Regions from separate parts of the Mus musculus genome. Here all the other regions are linked to region 3. The links are chromatin contacts, called in public Hi-C and promoter capture Hi-C maps. All regions are on one chromosome and are shown on one strand. Each heading gives the region's core, a stretch centred on a gene start, on an enhancer-like site or on the middle of the called end of the contact. The rest is flanking DNA. Distances are from core to core; before and after follow the strand shown.

Region 1 (3,576 bases), core at 32-2,531, 500 kb after region 3:
GTAAAGTTGCACCAGGTTCCAGGTGAAAAATAAATCTGAGATTGATTAATCCAAATCTGTCATATGTGGGGTTTAGAGTAGTATGATATGAAAGCAACAAATTAGCTCTTACTCTGCTGTAAATAATGAGGACAACCATGATATCGGGTCATTGACATTCTAAGCATTACAAAATAACCAAACAATTTGATTTTGTACTTAAAAGACTGGTATAATTATTAACTAGATTCATGTTCACTGTTAATGGTAGTTGTTATGATCAATGTAGTGCATGGTTCAAGGTCAAGAAATTTTGGATATAATTGTTCTGAATGGTTTTGTGTAGGGAAGAGTGCCAAATGCAGCAAGTGTGTTAAGCTAGAAATGTTCTTATTTAGGCTCAGACATCTTAACACTTGGTGCCCTTTTGGTGGTGCTGTTTGGGGAGGTTTAGGTAGTGTCAATTGTTGTTGTTTTTCTCTGGGTAGAATTGTGCTTAGCCAGAATTACATGTTCATTAGTGGAAAGTGAAGAATTCTAAGACTTTTTTTTTTATGAATCTATAGCAAAGTCAGGGTAGTAAGCATGCTCATTAGTCACAGTGAAGTCTAAGTTCTTCAAGCTATGAGCTGTGAGACACTGACAGTTCTTTTTGTTCCACCAGCTTTAGCAAAAGAATACTGGTCTTTCAAGGTTGAGTAAAGATGTGTGACTGATATGTATGTTTTGTTTTCTTAGCTTTTTATTGTACAAGAGTTTAATAAGGAGCTATAAAGCTTACATTATTGAATAAAATATGTTGGCATGTTCAATATAGGAAAAAATTTAAGTATGCATGATCATGTGGTGCATATATATTTCTAGCTATTGGGGCAATATAGCAGAAGAACTGTTAGTTAGAGGCCTACCTATCTTATATCCTATGACTTTGTTAAAAATAAATTTATTTCATAGAGTATAACAATATTCACAATTTATATATGAAATATATCTTTTATGACATACATACTAAGATGATATGTAATGGTTGCGGAGTTATCTTGCATTTCAAAATTAATCTATTACTTTTCAAGAATAAGTTCACATTAAAAACATGTTTGTTTACGTTTACTAGCAATACTTGGACATAAGCCTGTACTGTTAACCAGATAGTCAAATGGGCTCCGTGAAATGGTCAAGGGTAAATAACATCTTCTTTTTATCTCTATCAAAGGGACAAAGTCTACTTGAAAGAGACAGATTAGAGATTTCCTAATGGGTTACTCAACGATGCTCAAAAAGAACATGCTGTTTAATTGCTATAAAAGGCCAGTGATGCCTGATCACAATTGTGTGAATAAAAAGGGTTTCCATGGACCTTGTCACATTCCTAGTGCTCACTCTCTCTTCTCTCATTCTCCTCTCACTATGGAGACAGAGCTGTGGCAGAGGGAGCCTCCCTCCTGGCCCCACTCCTTTCCCGATTATTGGTAATTTCCTTCAGATAGATATAAAAAACGTCAGCCAATCCTTAACCAATGTAAGTATTCCTTGCGCTCCTCTAATACCTTTATAACAAAGATAAGTTGCTTTAAAAGAAAATGTAGGCCTAGAGGCAGTAATGTTATAAATAATCATAAAGTCATATATCTTCCTAAGTATTTTGTATCTCAAGCCTTTTACAGCTGTCACTTTTCAGAAAGAGAGTAACAAACAAACCTTCTTTCAGGTTGAAGAAGTTTAGATCAGTTTATTTATTTCATTAATAAATTTAGTTACCAACATCCTGACTGAAACTTCCCCTCTCTCCTCCCTGTTGTTACCCTACCCACTTAATCTACCATCCACGGGAGGAAAAATGAGGCAAAGTTTGGAGCAGAGACTGAAAGATCTCTTCAGAGACTGCCCCACCTGCATATTCACCCCATACATGGTCACCAAATGCATATACTGTTGTGGATGCCAAGAAGTACTTATTGACAGGAGACTGATATGGCTGTCTCCTGAAAGGCTCTGCCTGAGCCTGAAATATACAGTGGTGAATGGTTGCAGGCAATCATTGGACTGGATGAGTTAGAGAAATTACTGAAGTAGGTGAAGGATTTGCAACTTCATACAAGGAAAAACAATATCAACTAAAAAGAGCTCCTAGTTACTAAACCACCAACCAAAAAGTACACATAGAGGCACCCATGACTCCAGCTGCATGTGTATCAGAGGATGGCCTTGTTCCTTGAAGGCTTGATGTGTCAGTGTAGGGAAATGCCAGGAAAGGGAGGATAGAGTGGATATGTGAGTGGGGTAGCATCCTCATAGAAGTAGGGGGATGAGGGAATGAATAGAGGGTTTTCTATTGGGGAAATTGGGAAAAGAGAAAACATTTGAAATGTAAATAAGGAAAATATCCAGTAAAAGAAAACAAAAGGGGAAAAAAGGGAAAAACTTGTGAATATTACTTATCTTTTAAAACAGCAGCTTTTTTTAATCTTTTCTTGAAGATCAATAGGGAGTAATATTTTTTCAGTAAGTTTGGTACAGTTTTAGACATAAGTTTTTACTGAAGTCATCTATTTGATGCTGGACTCTAGAGAAATAAATTGATGCCTAATTTAACTAAATATCAGTGGACATGGAGTAATACAAGAAGTGCAAAAAGGAATCCAATCTTTCAGCATAACTGGTGATACTCATATCTATTTTTAGTTCATGCAAGCCTAAGTCTAGAGTTCAAAATGCTGTGAGATAAGGGACCATTTTCCCATAAAATACTGCATATGTGTGGTACAGCTTCTGAGGCGCCCACTCTCTATGTTTGTAATAGCAGTAAACCAAATCTGGAATGATCAATTTGTGGTGACTTAAAACTTTACACTTCAAACCTTAAATGGGCCTAGCTTTATTGCTTTATTTCTGCATCATTTTTCTACTTCATTGGTCTACTTGTCTCTTTTCTATGAGTACTATATCACTATAGTTCTATAGAAATATTTGATGTGTAATATTGATACCATGAACAGTATTTTTACTCCTCAAGAATTCTTTGACTAGTCTTGGTCTATTATGGTCCCACAAGATGTCCTCTCTGTTAATATGCTATAAGAAGTTCGACATATAGCATTAACTCTGCAAATTAAATTTAGTAGTATGGGTATTTTTTCCTTGACTTCTGTTTTGTGTTCATCTTCTGCTCTGAGTGGCCTGTAGTTGAGTTTAAGTTTTCCACCCAATTTGTGGTCTGGACTTATACAGAAAAAGTTGGCCTCTGGTTGAGCAAGACATTTCTGTTCAAGTTAATAGGTTGGAGAGGGTGAGAAGAGTGAGAGGCATGATTTCAGTTAGAGTTGATAGGCATTGAGAAAGAGAGGGCAGTCTGCAGCCAAGTGATAGCCTAACTGGAGTTCTGGTGACTAGTGTCCTACTGATTGTTTTGATGAAAAAAAATCATTTTAATCTTTGCATAACAACTGCCTGAACCCTAAGGCATTACATGATTGGATGTAGGCAATTGATAATTACCATAATGTTATATAAATAAGCTTCAGAACCATTTGAAAGTAAGTTTGCCTAAATAAAAACATTAAAATACAGAGATAATATCAGTGTGAATGAGGTTTACAC
Region 2 (3,626 bases), core at 25-2,524, 280 kb after region 3:
GATATAATTATTAACTAGGTTCATGTTTACTGTTATTGATAGTGGTTATCACTGAATAGTGACCTAGCACATAGTCAAGTAATCATGGATAGAATTGTTCTGAATGCTTTTGAAGGGCACAAAATGCAAGAGATGTAGTGTAAGTTAGAAATATCCCCCCTTAGCCTCAGGCATTTGAATACTAGGTACTCAGTTGATGCTGCTTTTGGGGGGAGGGTTAGCTGGTATCAATTGTTATTTTCTCTGTATAGAATTTTGTTTAGCCAGTTTCATATCTGCATTAGTGGAAAGTGGAGAATTTTAAGACTTTTCTTTAAGAATCTATTGGAAAGTCAGAGTAGTAAGCATGCTCATTAGATAGCCATAGTGGATTTTAAATTCTTCCAGCTATGAGCTGTAAGACACTGACAGTTCTTTTTGTTTCACCACCTTTAGAAAAGGAATACTGATCTTTCGTGGTTAAGTTAAGATAGGTGAATGACATGTATGCTTTGTTTTCTTAGTTTTATATTTATCAAGAGTAAAATAAGGACCTATAAATCATGCATCATTGAACAAAATGTGTTATAATGCTGAATATAGAATATAAATATTTTAAGAATGTATGTTCTGGTCTTGCAAACTTTATATGCCCCAGTACAGGGGAACACCAGGGCCAAGAAGTAGGAGTGGGTGGGTAGGGGAGCAGGGCTGGGGGAGGGTATAGGGGCTTTCGGGATAGCATTTGAAATGTAAATGAAGAAAATACCTAATAAAAAATGGAAAAAAAAGAATGTATGATCATTGTGTTGCATAAATAGATTTCTAGCTATTGGGGCAATGCAGCAGAAGAATTGTCACCTTGAAGACAACCTATGTTATACAGTATGACTTTGTTAAAAGGCAAACATATTTCATAAAGTATATAAATATTCATAAGTTATATATGATATAAGTCATATATGACTATATGGCTGCCAACCCAAGTATATAAAGGTTGAGAAGTTTTCTTGAATCTCAAAATTAATCTATTACTTCTGAAGAATAACTGCATATTAGAAACATGTTCATTTACTTTTATCAGCAGTACTTAGACACCAGTCTGTACTGTTAACCAGAAATTCAAATGGGCACTCTGTAAAGGTCAAGGGTAAATTACATCTTATTTTTATCTCTATCAAAGAGACAAAGTCTATTAGAGAGAGATAAAGGGAGATTAAATATTTCCTAATGGATTAGTCAATGATGCTCAAAGTGGAGCATGTTTTTTCAGTGTTATAAAAACTCTGTGATGCCTGATCACAACTGTGTCAGTAAGGAGGTTCGCTATGGATCTGGTCGTGTTCCTAGCGCTCACTCTATCCTGTCTTATTCTCCTCTCACTATGGAGACAGAGCTCTGGGAGAGGGAAGCTCCCTCCTGGCCCCACGCCTCTCCCAATTATTGGTAACTTCCTCCAGATAGATGTGAAGAACATCAGCCAATCCTTCACCAACGTAAGTATTCTTTAGGCCCCACTAATAACTTGATAAGGCAGATAAAGTAGAAGTTGTTTTAAATGAAAATACAGTACTAGAGGTACTAAAGTTATAAATAATCATAAGGCCATGCCTCTTGCCAAGTATTGTGTACCTTATGTCTTTTATAGCTGGCATTTCTCAGGAAAAGAGTAATGAGCAAGGTCTTAGGTTGAAGGAGTTTAGGCCATTTCATTTATTAATTTAGTTACTTGTTTCCTGACAGAAGCTTCCCCTCCCTCCTCTCAGTTGTCCCCCCTCCCACTTAACCTACTATCCCTGTCTTCTCCTAGAAGTGGAATTCATGCCTGGATATCAACCAGCCTTGGCATATCAAGTTGCAGTAGCAATAGGAATATCTTTTCCTATTGAGGCTAGATAAAGTCACTCAGTTAGGAGAAATGTATTCAAAGATAGGCAGCCAAGTCAGAGACATCCCCTTCTTCTCCTGTTAGGTGTCCCAATGAAGACAGAGCTGCACAACTCTTACATGTGTACTAAGGGCATAGGTCCATTCCATACATGTTCTCTGGTTTGTGGTTCAGTTTCTGTGAGCCACTTTTTGCCCAGGTTATTTGATTTTGCAGGTTTTCTAATGGTTTCTTCAACCTCTCTGCTCCTTCCATCCTTCTCCTTCTTTCTCAAGATCCTCTTAGCTCTGCCTAGTGTTTGGCTATGAGTTTTCAACTGTTTCCATCAGCTGCTTGGTAAAACAGGTGACAGTTATGCTAGTCTTCTGTCTGCAAGTGTAGCAGAATATCATTAATAGTGTCGGGGTGGGCTTTCTCTCATAGCATGGATCTCAAGTTGGGTCAGGCCTTGTTTAGTAATTCCCTCAAAAAAAATTTGCTCCAGTTTTACTTCCGCACATTTTGTAGACATGACAAATTGTGACTTGAAGGTTTATGGCTGGGTTAGTGTCCCTGCACCTCCACTGGAAGTCTTGCCTTCTCATAGCAGGTGGCCATTTTAGGTTCTATATCCCATAAGGTGAGTAGTTTTGGCTGGGGTCACTCTCATAGATTCGTAGGAGTTTCTGTTTTACTAGGTTTTTAGCTTGTCCTAGAAGGATTTTCTTTTGTCTTCCAATCTAACTGGTGTTCTGTAAGCTTTTTGTAGTTTATAGGCATCTCTTTCTTTACATTGGGGCAAATGGATGTAATCAGAAAATATAATCCTGAGTGAGGTAACCTAGTCATTAAAGAACACACATAGTATTTACTCACTGATAATGGGATAGTAACCCAAAAGCTTGGAATACTCAAGATACAATTCACAGACCACAGGAAGCTCAAGTGGAAGGAAGAACAAAGTGTAGATGCTTCAATCCTTCTTAGAAGGGGGAACAAAATACTCATGGGAGGAAATATGGAGTCAATGTGTGGAACAGAGACTGAAGGAAAGGCCATTGAGAGACTGCCTCACCTGGGGATCCATCCTATATACACAGTCAACAAATGCAGACACTATTGTGGATGCCAAGAAGTTCATAATGACATGAGTCTGATATAGCTGTCTCTTGAGAAGCTCTGCAAGAGCCTGATATATACAGAGGTGGATGCTGTTGTTTGTTTTCTTATGTTTTATTTTATTTGTTCATTTATTTTTTTCTTTTATTTCCATTTTCAGGTCTTGAACATTTTTATTCATTTCCTTCATCTGTTTGATGGTATTTTCCTATATTTTAAAAGAGATTTATTCATTTCCTCTTTAAATGCCTTTATCTTCTTTATAATATTGGATTTAAGATCATTTTCTTGTGGTTTAACTGTGTTAGGATATCCAGTGTTTGCTGTAGTAGGTTATCCAGGCGCTGGTGGTGTCATATTGCCCAGGGTTTTGTTGAATGTGTTCTTTAGCTGGCTTTCAGCCATGTGTTTGTCCCCGATACTATCAGACTTCCAGGAATACAAGTAGAGTTGTGGGCTGGAAAATGGAGCACAGGAGAACAGGTTCAATTTAGGACTTTTTTCCTGTGATTTAGAGGCACTTGATCTTCGGGAAATTTGTGGGGAGCATTTTCACCTGGCTTTCCCTGGTGTCTGTGTCCTTAGAGAATGGAGGCACAGGGGAAAATGAAGCACAGGGGACAGGGTTCAGTTTACTTTTGCTGTGTGACCCCAGGAGACC
Region 3 (3,757 bases), core at 1,114-3,613:
AGGTGGATGCTGTCTGAGCACAGGGTCCTCAATGGAGGAGTTAGAGAAGGACCCAAGGAGCTGAAGGCATTTGCAACTCCATAGGAAGAACAATAATATCAACCAACCAGAGCTCCCATGGACTAAACTACCAACCAAGGAGTACACATGGAGGGACCCATAGCTCCAACCGTTTATGTAGGAGAGAATGGCCTTGTCAGGCATCAATGGGAGGAGAGGCCCTTGGTCCTGTGATGGCTCGATGCCTCAGTGTAGGGGAATGTAAGAGTAGGAGGTGGGAGTGGGTGGTTGGGTGGGGGAACATCATCATAGAAGCAGGAGGAGGGGAGATGGGATAGGGAGTTTCTGGGGGGGGGGATTGGGAAAGGGGATAACGTTTGAAATGTAAATAAATGAAGTATCCAATTTAAAGAAAAAAGAAAAACATGATTGTTCTACAGGGAGATAACTATGTTTTACAGCTATTAGATTTTAGGGTTATGTGAGTCAGGTACCATATAGCTGCTTCTCTTTGCCCTCGATAAAGAATTCACCTGTATTCACTCAGGCAATAAGTATTATATAGTAAACTTCTGACACAGATTTTAATCCACAGGTAGTGTAATTATTAACTAAACTCATTTTTATTTGAAAGTCACAGCCTGAGTCATGAAATATTGACTCTCAGGGCATAGTTGATCCTGGTGAACCCAGTTGAACTGAAGCCTGAAGAGAAGAGTGTAAGGTACAGGGGACTTGGGTTCCAGCTTAACTGTACTACCCTCAGTCTGTGTGACTCTCTAAGGCCCAGCTTCCTCAGCTCTGAAAAAGAAAGGGTTTTATCATGATGGGCAAAGCTAATTGAGGGACTCCATAGGGATACATTTGGTGTGAAACCTCTGGAAATGAAACTATCAAAATTCCGTCAAAGATGGGTAGAACATTGCCTAACTCTTCCTCCTTGTCTCTGCAGAGGTGACATTTGCTCAGTTTTGTTTTGTTTTTGTTTTTGTTCTCCTGAGTACATCAGAGTCAAATAAGGACTTCTGTGTTGTGTGAAGCTGATGTCCTAGGAACAAAATCAGGGAGCTGTACATTTGGAGTAATTAAAGATGGGGGGTTGATTTTGTTTGCCCTCTGGATAGCTTCAGTGCAAGGCATAGGTCACCGCAAAGGCCAACAGATCTTATCTCAAAGCTAAGTTTTTCCATGTACGAGGTACAATATATAACATGTATGGTATGCTCCCAGATTTCCTTTACCCATAAAAAATTAGAAACAAAACTTCCTGCTTTAAGTGTTTTTTTTTTAAAGAGGGAATTTAACAGTAAAATATACATATTTACTTAGTTAATTACTTGGCACATGATGGGTAAGCTAAAATGTGCATATTTCCCAAGTGGTGGCCTACATATGAGGCAGATGCAGTAGGGTCCTGAGTCTGTGGACAGTCTGAGATACCCAGCGGGGAAGAAACCAAATCATAGATGTATGAGTTATAGTACCTGTTTCCTCTTTAGGCAACTCTAAGATTGGTACAGAATGCTGAAATCTTGCATAAGATTTTCAGTCTCAAGGAGACTACCCTAGGTTTTGAGAAGCATCACTGGCTAAATAGTATTTTATAGACTAGGTATAAAATACATGGCTTGCCTTCAACATCCTAAATTCCCAGCCGGTCAACAGTATAGTGCTGGAATGATTTTTGCACAAATAGTTTACTTCAGGTTCTGGGAAAATAGCTCAGTTGGTAAAATATACACTGTGCAAGCACGAAGACCGGAGTTCAGTTCCTCCAATAGTCATGTAGTCACGTAAAAGCTGGGCTCTGTAGTACATGTCTGCAACCTCAGTGAAGATCTCTTGCTTCACTGAGGAATCCTGTATCAATGAGAGAGAGAGAGAGAGAGAGAGAGAGAGAGAGAGAGAGAGAGAGAGAGAGAGAGAGAGAGGTGGAATCGAGAAAGACACCAAAAGTCGATCTCTAGCCTCCACAGACACATGCGTATGAACTCAAATGCATGCACACCAAGATGCACACATGAACACATATTTATTTCACTGCAGCTTAATTCAGGCTTCAAGATGTAACTGGAACTATGAAGGTATTGAAATCTGCCCTACTCCACATTAAAAACAAGCACAACAATAACAATAAAAGACTCATAACAATATCTGGGTTAAGTCCAACTCCAGACTAGCTCACCATGGTTGGTAAAATCTCCTCCCAGGAGATTGAAAAGAGCAGCTTCTTTTCATGTTTGCTGCAGGCCAGAGTCCATTCAGAAGATAAAACTGCACATAACTGATTGGTCACTTAGGTCTCAGAAGCACTGTTAAGTTGGCAGCTAGCATTATAAAAGCCCTGGGCTGCAAGCTCACAGGAGTCTCCCTGAGAAGAGAAAGCTGCCATGGATCCAGTCCTGGTCCTGGTGCTCACTCTCTCCTGTCTGCTTCTCCTCTCCCTCTGGAGACAAAACTCTGGGAGAGGGAAGCTCCCTCCTGGCCCCACCCCTTTCCCAATTATTGGAAACATCCTTCAGATAGATATAAAGAACATCAGCAAATCCTTCAACTATGTAAGTATCCTTCTTGCTATATAGTGGTTGAAAAGTAAGAATTATTCTCTGCTGTTAAATAAGTACATTTCTGGGGTTAAACTATATCATCATATGGCAAATGTGCACTGTGGATTTTCACATTTGGTTTCTCATTGTAGAAATGATTAAGAGAGATAACATATTTGTCCAGGATAATCATTTTTACACTGTAAGGTAAAATCCATATAGCAGAGAGAACAGTGACTCTTTCACTGTTTCATGATTCTTAGCTGCAATTTTTGCATAAGATAAAAAGTATTGGAATTATTTTTAGTATTTACTGGAGACATCATCTACGTACATGTTGCGTATTATCTTTAGGTTAGCTAACCAAAATAATTACATTTCTTCAAGGAAACAAGTTATGTCTGATATCAAGGAGTCCGAGTCAACATAAACTTATGTGAAAGAAAGAGAACTAGTAAGGTCCAGTGGGGCCTCAGTGTTTCTGTGCAAAGCTGCTGCCAGAGCTGTGGATGAGCAGCATGTAAGAGATTGTCCTGGCTGAGATGAAAGGATGGACCATGTAGAGACTGCCATATCCAGGGATCCACCCCATAATCAGCATCCAAACGCTGACACCATTGCATACACTAGCAAGATTTTATCGAAAGGACCCAGATGTAGCTGTCTCTTGTGAGACTATGCCGGGGCCTAGCAAACACAGAAGTGGATGCTCACAGTCAGCTAATGGATGGATCACAGGGCTCCCAATGGAGGAGCTAGAGAAAGAACCCAAGGAGCTAAAGGGATCTGCAACCCTATAGGTGGAACAACATTATGAACTAACCAGTGCCCCGGAGCTCTTGACTCTAGCTGCATATGTATCAAAAGATGGCCTAGTCGGCCATGACTGGAAAGAGAGGCCCATTGGACACGCAAATTTTATATGCCCCAGTACAGGGGAGCGCCAGGGCCAAAAAGGGGGAGTGGGTGGGTAGGGGAGTGGGGGTGGGTGGGTATGGGGGACTTTTGGTATAGCATTGGAAATGTAAATGAGTTAAATACCTAATAAAAAATGGAAAAAATAAATAAATAAATAAATAGAACACTGAAAATTCAAAAAAAAAAAAAAAAAAAGAGAGAGATTGTCCTGTGGGATGCTGCATGTGCTGTTCTGCCTGCTGCCTGTTCTTTAGTCACTTATATCAGGATTGCAGACAGCCTGGCATCACACT

What was found. Promoter capture Hi-C pulls out the DNA fragments that hold promoters and counts their contacts. Hi-C and Micro-C count contacts between places; a contact is called where the count stands out from the background.
Region 1: a promoter capture Hi-C map of liver shows a contact between it and region 3, with 6 times the contacts expected there. The contact joins the promoter of Cyp2c39 here to the promoter of Cyp2c55 in region 3. A contact is called at or near these places in 8 of 39 promoter capture datasets (the 3T3-L1 cell line, cranial neural crest, embryonic stem cells and 3 more) and 1 of 484 Hi-C or Micro-C datasets (liver).
Region 2: a contact with region 3 is called in a Hi-C map of liver, with 5 times the contacts expected there. The contact joins the promoter of Cyp2c29 here to the promoter of Cyp2c55 in region 3. A contact is called at or near these places in 8 of 39 promoter capture datasets (embryonic stem cells, hippocampal neurons, liver and 3 more), 2 of 484 Hi-C or Micro-C datasets (both in liver) and 1 of 9 other capture datasets (adipose tissue).

Annotation. Positions count from the first base shown.
Region 1 is chr19:39,509,541-39,513,116 of GRCm38.p6, forward strand. Cyp2c39 (cytochrome P450, family 2, subfamily c, polypeptide 39) reads left to right here and starts at 1,282. Exons shown (of 9, transcript NM_010003.2): 1 at 1,282-1,498. The coding sequence starts at 1,331.
Region 2 is chr19:39,285,811-39,289,436 of GRCm38.p6, forward strand. It overlaps Cyp2c29 (cytochrome P450, family 2, subfamily c, polypeptide 29), which reads left to right and starts at 1,275. Exons shown (of 9, transcript NM_007815.3): 1 at 1,275-1,475. The coding sequence starts at 1,308.
Region 3 is chr19:39,004,656-39,008,412 of GRCm38.p6, forward strand. Cyp2c55 (cytochrome P450, family 2, subfamily c, polypeptide 55) reads left to right here and starts at 2,364. Exons shown (of 9, transcript NM_028089.3): 1 at 2,364-2,558. The coding sequence starts at 2,391.